Regions from separate parts of the Dromaius novaehollandiae genome. Here region 1 is linked to region 2. A link is a contact called in public Hi-C data. All regions are on one chromosome and are shown on one strand. The core of a region is the stretch at or near the end of the contact, and the rest is flanking DNA. Distances in the headings are between cores, read along the strand shown.

Region 1 (4,981 bases), core at 1,967-4,466, 98 kb before region 2:
TGAAGTAATTTGAACTTGGTCTGTTTTAAGACTATGTAAGAAATCATTCCGCAACTAGGCAATGGTGTGAATCTTTACTGAGCATCCATTCTTAGAAATATGCATAAATTAATGTTTTAACATTTTTACCTGGGAGTGGTGGAGTTTGCTTTTCAGTTCTTTCAACTGCCACCTCTTCCACAGTTTTAGAAGTATCATATGCATTCTTTACCGGTGTAGAGACAGCTCCTGGTTTAGTTATTCTGTCATCTTCTCTGCTTCGAAGGCTGTATTAGGGAAAAAGAAAAAAAATTCACTCCGCATATAGAATTATTACGATGACTGTATGCTACTAGGACTAAAGAAGAAAATCTTTTCACTCAAGTATCTATTACTATTTAATGTTTTGTTCTCTTAGAGCATCACAATATTAACATTTTTACCATTTCAGAATTTCTGAAAATGTTGTCCCAACTTTGCTAAAACACAAAACAAAACAATGCCCCAAAACCAAACACTCCTCACACACACCCTGACACACATGCCCCTCTCCGGATACGGCTCTTTAGAAAGAGGAAGGTTGGGGTGAACCAGACTGCTGTCTTTGCTACTCTCCTTGCTTCAAAAGCAAGGAAGCCCCACACACAGGCTCCACATGGAAACCTAAGACTAAGAGTCCTGATGCTGCTCTCCATCACACCTCCCTACGGAGGTATGGGATCTCCAGGGGCACTCCGGGCTGTGATCTGGCCATGCCGTTTGTCCCACCGTGCACGGGAGCAGCCCTGCGTGCGGAGATGTGCACGTACCGTGCAGCGGTGCTTCGCGGAGGTGAAAGGCAGAATCCAAACCTGCCCCTAGCTGCTTCCTGCCCTCTGTAGGGAGCATGGTCCTAAGTCCACACCTGCTGCAGTTTATTGCACATAAAAGTGAAAAATAGGAGCATTTCTCACACAGTCAGTCATCCGACTTATTTTAGCAAAGGACAACTGGCCTGCTCTTATGTTCTTCCTGTACATGTTTACAGCATAAAATATAATCAAAGGAGTATATGACAAACTAAAAAAAAATCTCTCATTCTGAAAACAGTAAGAATGTCTAAAGCTCTAAGAGTGTGATTTCTACTCCTTTAGCTCAAACATTATCTATTTTAATATAGAGGTTACTTTCCTACCAGCTATATCATAGCAGGACTGTACATGTACACAACACACATGTTAAACTTGACTGTTATGCTCCCATCTGTTCAGTACAAAATAATGCATTAGGGCTACAGCAGATCATCGTTAATAAGCAGTTGAAAAAACAAAGTCGCAGACTAGGATACTAAGGAGACAGTCTTAATTCCAGAGCACAGACATTCTAAACAGGCCAGAGAGATTCAAAACACCTATTCAGATCCTGATTGCATTAGCAAATACACAAGGATATAAAGGTCTTTGAGCAAGGACAGACCCAAACAAACCATATGCTTATTATATAATATCACACTTAATGGCCACAGAGGAAATAAGTATTCTAAAGAGGAACAAATAGCTTGGTTTTAAGTGCAACTCCCTCTCCTCTCAGAGAGGTCCACCGAGAAAAAACACCCTGTTCTTTCACTACTAACAGCCAGAGGGTGCTACTACACAATAATGAACACTGCTTCCTGCGAAGTGAAAGTGTATCCACAAAAATCCATTCTGCAGAGTAAAGACTGTATCTGTTAATCAGAACTACTGCTTCAAAAGTTTTATGAAGCCAGACTTTAGGGGTGGGGGAGAGGCAAATATACTGACCCGAGATTTGTATGAAAAGAATAAGACTGAACATATCAACATAAGTAAAGTGGGCTTTTCTGAAGCAACATTGCATGTTGCATGTGCATGAAACATCAGGAACAAAGCTTAGTTCAGCTCTGCTCTCTAGACAGACCATTCATGAATTTATTAGTACTTATTTGCCATTAATACCTTTCACTACTACCTTCTTCTAGTTGATATTAGAAATATATCGATCATCAGAAGCACGCACAAAACTATAACCACCCACAGAAGACAGAGGCATCCACCATTGTAAACAACTAGCTATTTGCAAGTGGTTGTTAAGTACAGGTACAGTGGCTTAAAAAAAAAAGCATAAGTTTTTAAAAGTTAATTCAAATAAATACACTTTCAAGCTCTCTTCTAGAGCTGATAAAAACGATGCTAAAACCATTAACTCAAGCAGCAAGCATTAACTTCTCTTTCTGCTGCCTAACTTCTATAAAGATTTTGCTATTCCTCTCTCAGATCTTCAGTATCATTCGTTTGTCCACAAAATAAAGTGCATAAGGTAAAGCAATAATTTTACTTTCAGTACCAGGCTGAGATATGACTGGACTCTTAATTTCCGTGAAAAAATTTACCATCTCTCATTAAAGAGACAGATGCATTTAGTTATTTAAAAGCATACTAAATAATTTACAAAGCAAAAGAAGTCCTATAATAGTATGGCCTACAATTAGCTCCTCCACTCCCTGCCAAAAGATGTTTGGGTATCGAGCACAAGTTACTAATATTTTATAGTAAATTTCTCACTGAGCCCTCTCTACCTTTTCCTTGCCCTCTCCCAAAACCTAACAGAAGCCTCATTCCAAAACTGCGTTCTCTTTTGCCTCAACAATAAGGCCAAAAATACTGGAGTTAGTATACAGGGCAACATTCATTTTACATTTCCTCTCTGCATAATCCAAGAACACTGCACTTTTATGTGCCTTGGATATCTGCATATATCAAAAACAAATATACAGGAAAAAAAACGGCTCACAAAAACAGTAACTAGAATGCAGGCACCGAAAACATGGCACAAAATAGAGGCAGCCAAACACCCAAGCTCATTCAGAGACGTGAAGCGCTACGCTTCAAAGCTACACCACTGCCTTGCATGCAGGCAAACGTACCTGGGCAATTACAATGGCTGTAAAAGGTCAGTTCTGCTCTACATAAGGAAACAAAGTTTGAATGGAAAAGACAATAGAACAAAATGAAAAAGCTCAGAACAACAGGAGAGTAGAATTTTTTAAAGTGGTCTCTTAAGTACTGCATACTTCCCCCTCTGCAAGATGGTACAGGAAAAAACTTGATGCTGTCACTGCTTCTAGGTGATCGAAACTCGCTGAGAAGTGACAGCTGCACTTCCCATGAGTCATCAGAGGTGTTATTAACTGCATATGTGTTCTGACAGTACTGTTTTTACTTCAACATCTGTGCTGTGTCAGGGCCCCCTCCACTCCCCCTCCTTTTTTTCTTAAGTATGCCCAACTGCAGCAGCTTTAAACAACCTTCAGTCACAAAATGCTGAGTCAGCTACACATTCATGCCATCAACTGTGGTTTTCATTATTTGGAAAAAAGTTCGTAACACATTCTTGCTGTGTGTTATGTTTGCACATAAAAGCTTTGAAAAATATGAACGTACAGGCTTTGTCTAAACATGTATTTTTAGCATATTTTAAACTGTTCACTATGAAAAGATAGTAAGGGCCAAGATCAGCATCTTCCTTCAAAATAGGGTCGACTTCTGTCCAAAATTCCAGTTTTTCCACTTAGTTGTTTCAGAAAGAGACAGAGAAAGCCTCTTTTGCAGTGTATAGACTCACAGATGCATTATGCAAGTCAGCCTCATCCTTTCAGAACTAATAACCGCCTCTACAGAGCTTCCTTCAAGCTACCATACCTTTCTTGCTGAGGCTGAAACGTTAGACATACCAAAAAGCATTTTTGTGATTCCAGTGTCCAAGGAAAGAGGACAGCAAAGGAGAACCGGGTCCCAAGAGCGAGTTCTTTCAGTTGGCAAAAGGCACCCAGAGATGTCATAGGCAATAGGCAAGACAACAAGACGGAGCAATAGGATCAGAGAGGTAAGAAATAGTATATATGATACTTCCCCAAGCACTCTCCAGCTTCGAGTGCAGAGGCTCCTTTTGCTCATCTCTGGCTGTCTTAAGTATTGCTCTTAAACACAGAATGTCAGAGAACTAAAGGTAACTTGGCATAATCTATTTTTTTTTCCTCTACCTAAACAGCTGCTCTTATACACATCTTTAAAACTATACTTACCCTTTAAAACATGGTCTGCTCAGCGAGTTCTTCCCCAAAGCCAGGACTTATTTTTATCTTGTATTTCATTTAGTGTCTAATTCAGTATCAGTTGGCTAAAAAACCTCAAAGTCTCCAGAGCTACAAGTATATGTCTGTATCTGCAGACTTCCAAGTCCTTTCAATATGGAGGAACTACTAAGAAATGACTGGTTAACCTAAAGCTACCTCAGAAACAAATCCAAAACCAAGCTTCTTACCTGTGCACAGAAGAGACTCCAGAGCTGGCTTCTCTCCTCAATATGGGAGGGCAGGAGGGGAAGCGTGCGTGTGTGTGTGTGTGGGGGGGAATGGGGTGGGCAAAGGGACTTAATCTCTGTTGTATCTGGAAATCGCTACGTCCACTTAAGAGTCAATCCTGAGTTCTCACTGTTGATTCAATGCATGTTCACGTAAAGACTACCGATTGAAATAAAGACATTATCCCATATAAAGACAAAGCTTTGACTAAACTAGCACAGAAATCAGTGATTTTACATAAGTACCTACCATTTTCTGGATCCCTTCTAAGACTATGGATAACTTGCAATCTACCATAACAGAAAAATGTAAGATAGTCAAAAGATTACTAATTACACTATTAGTAAATTAAAAAGAACATGGTTTAGAAACTGAGTTTTAGAAAAGCTGGCAGATTTCTGTAGTCTAGTGCATACCTGAAAGCATCAGGCAGTAATGAACCTTGTGTGAAAGGACCAAGTGCATTCCAGCAGAATTTTTCTCCTCCTCAGCATATGCTTGGCAGAATAGACACTAGAATGTCACCATCTTCAGTACATTCTTAGTGCCCTCCTAAAGCTCACAAAATTTGGTAACATTTTTTTGCACTTCTTCCTCAGCTTTGCTGTTCTCAAGCAGCTTTGAGATCTTTCTCCAAATTTT
Region 2 (5,093 bases), core at 301-2,800:
CTCCCTCCCAGCCGAAATTTGAGGCTGGAAGTTTGAATACGAAACACCCTATCATCTCTTTTACTGTAAAAATAAAACAGCAGTTGATAAAAAATGCTTTAATGTCACTTTTAGGAAAAGACTTTTACTCCTCAGTTGAAATGCCTGCTTGCCGCTACGGTGACAAGGACTATTTCTACAACACACCTGGAGAAGGAAGAAACGATGCTCATTTCATTCACACGAGGAGTTCAGCTCACACACCTGAGTCAACAGCAGCCGCAGCCGCGCTTGCCCGCGGAGGGCTCGCCCAGCCGGCTGCCTGGATTCTCGGCGCACGGGCACGCGACGGGCCCAGGCAGGCTGGCCCTGGCCAGTTACAGCGTGTGTAGCGGTGAGTGCAAGCTGACGCAGGAACGCGGGGCGTACCTATCGCGGGTCGCGCTGCTGCCGGATTCTCCAAGTGCCTGAATCGGTGCATCTGTTGTGATCTGAGGAGACACCGGCTGAGTAACTAATCCTTCCTGCAGCACTGAGCTGCCACGAGAGGAACTGAAAGCTCAGGACATCCGCAGGAGCCAGCTCGTGAGTGACACCTTTCCGTACGTAATAGCCTATTGGTGTTCCTAGCAAAACACGAATTTTAGATACTATTATAAGTCAACCATTTAAAGTGACTGGGTAGGGTCACAATTTGCTCTAAGCTGCAATGTTTTTATGTAATATGGAAAAATATTACATAAGACATTTAATTAGCTTACCATACAGATTTGTATTTCACAGACTTTTTTCAACAACGGTATCAATGTTTAAACAGGATTTTATTTATTTTCTAAACTTCTCCGAGTTTATAAAACATTTTCTATTTTATGGAAATATATGAACACATATTTGAAAAATTACTGCAACCTACGTATTGAAGAAATATTGTTTTTTCCTACCCAGTAGTGACTAGCTTCGTGCTTATCACCCACAGTAAGCCAACAGACCATAACGGCTCTGTTAGTCACTGAACCATAAAGTGAAAAGTCTAAACAGGACTTGCTGTTTTAGCCTGCAAGTCTGTCCACAGAAAATGACATTTAAATAATCAGAGAATCACAGAATTATAGGCCGAGACGTCAAGAGACCATCTAGCCCAGCAGCGCTTGAGTGACAGCCCGAAGGACAACCCACGCCGGCCAAGGTCCGCTGCCTCTGCCCAGGGAGCGCCCGGGAGGCGGCCGCGGCGGAGGGGCTGCGCGGCGGAGGGGCTGCGCGGCGGAGGGGCTGCGCGGCAGGGGCTGCCGCCGCCTCCGCCGGGGCCACGCACCCCGCCAGGTCCCAGCAAGGCCGTGCAGGAAGAAACAACCATTTGCTCAGTAAAGGGTTCTGTATGAACTGATTCAGCCCATGCCCGTACAGAGAGTCAGGACAAATATAACTAAATCTGTTACAGGTGTTTTTAAGACCCGTTTTCAAAATTTTCCAGGAAATTGTGTGTGCGTGTGCCCCTCAGCACACGGTGCAGTTAATGACTTAGCTTAAACGCAACAGGAAGGAGATTTAAGCTAAACAGTTGGATTTTGCACTGAAACACTGGAGGCGTCCGCACAAACTGCATTCCACAACCTCTGCTGAGAGACTGAGAACAACTAAGGCAGAAAGGACACAGAGGGACAGTAAAACCTTAACTTAAACTACGTTTACCTGGTCTGTCACCTTTGCTGGAAATGAAGCATTTTATCTCTCTGATCCTACATCCAGTGGTCACAGAGAACAACCACTGCTGTTTACTTTTCAGCAACCTTTTACCTATTTGAGAGCTGATTAGCAATCTCCATTCGGCAAATTTTTCTAAACATACTATTCTTGCTGCCCTCTTCTGAACACTAATTTATCTGTTTTTTTCCTAACGGCAGAGCAAAAAAAGTGAATAAATGACTCCCGGCCCCAGAGGAGATCTCAACAGTATGTCTGGTATTGACAATCCTATGAATATATCTCAGAACAACACTTGCCTTTTTTTGAAATAGCATCACAGTGTTGACATACTCAGTTTGTGCTCCTCTACAATTCCCCACTCCTTCTTTGCACTAATGCTGCAAACTAGTTATTCCTCATTTTACGTTTTACATCTGATTTCTCCTTTGTGTTGTTCTACTTTTGCCTGAAAAATTACTTCTTTGAAAAAATGAAAAGAAAAAATTTTCATTTTGGAAAAGTGAAAAAATACTTTTGCCTATTGAATTACATCTTGCTGATCTCAGATACTTTCTCCAATTTATCGAGATCATTCTAAATTCCAACCTGCCCTGCAAAGGATTTACAAGCACTTTCAGGCTGGTGTCATGCGCAGGCTTGGTAAGCCTACTCTCTGCTCCACCATACAAATAAACTGTCCACGAAAACGTTCATGAGGACCACACGAAGGACGAACACTTGCCGAACCACACCTGAACTGCCTATCCATTCCCACAGCAAACCACTGACAGCAATACACTATTGTTTTCAATACAAATCAGCTTTACAGTGGATTTCTATTTCATCAGTTTGCTAACAAGAATGTTATATGGAGCTGCGTTCAAAGCCTTGCTGAAGTCAGAAACATAACGCTGCTTTCTCTTATCTACCAGGCTACTTACTTGCTGAAGCAAGCAGGTAACTTAGCTTGATATAATCTGTTCTTCACAAAGGTACATTCAATGTTTTTACCACCTTACTATCTTCAAGATTCTTCTAAACCGTTAGCCAGTTTGGCCTAGTACCTTTCCTGATGCTAGTAAAGCTCCTCTGTCTATGATGCCTCAGCTCTTCTTACTCTCCTGTTTGAAAGGACGTTATATTATGCACGTCTCCAGTCCCCCAGGACCCTCCCCCCCCCATCCTCCATGAATTTGCAAAGATAATTGCTAATATTTCAGAGATTGCTTCAGCTACTTCCATAGGTAGTCTGGGAGGAATTCCATTAGGCACTGCCAACTCGAATATATCCAGCTTACCTAAACACTGTTTAACTCATTCCCCTCCTGTTCTGAACTGCCTTCTATGCTTTACTAAAATCCTGTAGCCCTGTGTCATCTATCATTTGTTCTCGTGGTGATAAGTTAAAGCCAAGTTAAATTCTGTACAATGATAACTGAAGTGTCAGGGGCTTTGCATTTTAAAATTAAGCCTTAAAATAAATATTCAAAAATTCCAAGCAGAAGAATTAACTCTTCCATTCTCTATCTACAACAGTACTTTCTAAACTAACATATTCCCAAATAGTTAGAGGCTTTTCCTGCTTTCTTCACAAGTATCTCTGTTTACAAGTTCCAAATTTTGACAGACAGAGATTTCCATGGTTAAATAATCTCATTTATGTAGGGGTATATCACATGCTTAATCTTCCTGTCTTTCCCAGCATTCATCCCCACGTCTACAGATGAATCACTGGAAAAGAAAGTGTGTGCTGTCACTGAGTTTTAATTTTTTATTTTAACTGCGTACTATTTAACGAGTTCTAACTTTAATTCTGGGACTTTGTATATTGTAGCCTTATCCTGCTAATGCAAAGGGTAATAAACATCAATCCCTTTCTAATCATTTTTGCCAGATCGGTGGATAGAGTGATTTTTTTCCCCCCTATGGTAGCACTCTATAGCAAGCTGTACACATTCACATTCTTTCCTTTGACAGATGCTTATTTTTTCGTAAGAGAACTGCACTTTACAAATTTCCATTTGGAATTGTTAAAGCAGTACTTTGGCAGATAAGGCTTGCAATTCAGATTAAACATAAAAAAAATGCCAAGGACACACTTCAGTTTGTGAAAACTTTACCTATTTTGGTCCAGATGTGTAACAGAAAAAAGTGCTTGTCTCAGAATACTTGTCATTTTAACTTCTTTTTTAATGATATTCTGAGATAACTATATGACATGCCCTTTTGAAATTAATGCAGAAAGACTATTTCAATCAACATGTTACTGTTGGCTTGCAAATGTTTTATACACATGAGGTCCCAGGGCCCAATCTGTACGCAGAACTCTGACCAAATAAATTCGCTCTGGAACTGCTTAGTGCAAAGCAAAATGTATATGCCATAAATCTAAAAAATACTTACGACCATTCTTCCTGTTTGCATCAATTACAGCTTTTACTTGCCAAACTGTAAAATTCCATAATAAAGCAAACGAATTTATATAAAAACAAAAACTTGAGTTGATCAGATGTTCCAAAGTTTTCTTTCCAGCAAAGAACAAACCACTGAAGGTGTCTGTATACCGAGATGATAAATAATGGCTAAAAGCTGCAGGGAAGCTTATGTGTTCCTTCCCCTCCAATTAATATAAGCAAAGATAGTAAAGTTCCTCTGGAATCAGCAAAAGACAAAAACAGATAGGAAGGAGAGTTAACATGAAAAAAGTCCTATCTACTAATAAATGAATACAGGTTATGTGAATTTTCATAAAATTTAGCCTGTATTTTTCATACATCTGGATGTAGGGGCATAGGGAATGTTAAAATGTACATCCCTTTATCCAAATTTACCTCTAGCTTTGTCTGACCAATGAACCTGCCCAAACTTCCGTAGTGGAGAGACTTACCAACGTGCCTCTTCTGCAGAGAGGCAACGGTGGTTTCTCCCTTGCTTTCTCTCTCTGAGTTTGCATGCATGACTTCCCAGCCAACTTTCTGCTGATTTCTAATGTCACAGGCAATGGAGGGATCACCTGGGAACTGCGGCCGTGATGCAATGTCAGCATTTCAGGGCGAGCCGCCAGCGTGCTGAGCCAGCAGGACCCAGCTGTCCCTTATCACTGCAATGCCTGTTTGCCTTCAGCCAGCATGCTGTGCATCCAGATGTGTCAAAATGTCTCTCAGAGCAAACACTGTACTTAAACAAGGGAGAACTCTGGGCAAGCATCTTTCAAGAGTATTTCATATTTTATTCATCAAAGTGTTATTATGGAAATCATTTACCATCATGCAGAACTCAAAGCAAAACTCAAAGCAATAGGAGGGATGCATCCATCTACCTGCTGCCTCTTTAGGTTGTCTAAATGGCAATGATATTTCCATTCTGTGGTGCGTGGACAACCACTGTCTGCAATATATATGCTGATGATCTGTAAGGACCTGGAAAGTTAC

What was found. Hi-C and Micro-C count contacts between places; a contact is called where the count stands out from the background.
Region 1: a Hi-C map of ovary shows a contact between it and region 2, with 2.7 times the contacts expected there. The contact joins two enhancer-like sites. A contact is called at or near these places in 2 of 4 Hi-C or Micro-C datasets (brain and ovary).

The regions. Positions count from the first base shown.
Region 1 is chr10:18,210,651-18,215,631 of bDroNov1.hap1, reverse strand. It overlaps TJP1 (tight junction protein 1), which reads right to left. Exons shown (of 29, transcript XM_064517477.1): 10 at 130-266. Among named protein-coding and RNA genes, the nearest start is that of ENTREP2, 77 kb to the left of the region's middle. Within about 2 kb of position 3,216, at least 1 of the 2 cell types and tissues checked has open chromatin away from gene starts, as enhancers often do.
Region 2 is chr10:18,110,613-18,115,705 of bDroNov1.hap1, reverse strand. The region is part of intron 2 of TJP1 (tight junction protein 1); the gene reads right to left. Among named protein-coding and RNA genes, the nearest start is that of TJP1, 46 kb to the right of the region's middle. Within about 2 kb of position 1,550, at least 2 of the 2 cell types and tissues checked have open chromatin away from gene starts, as enhancers often do.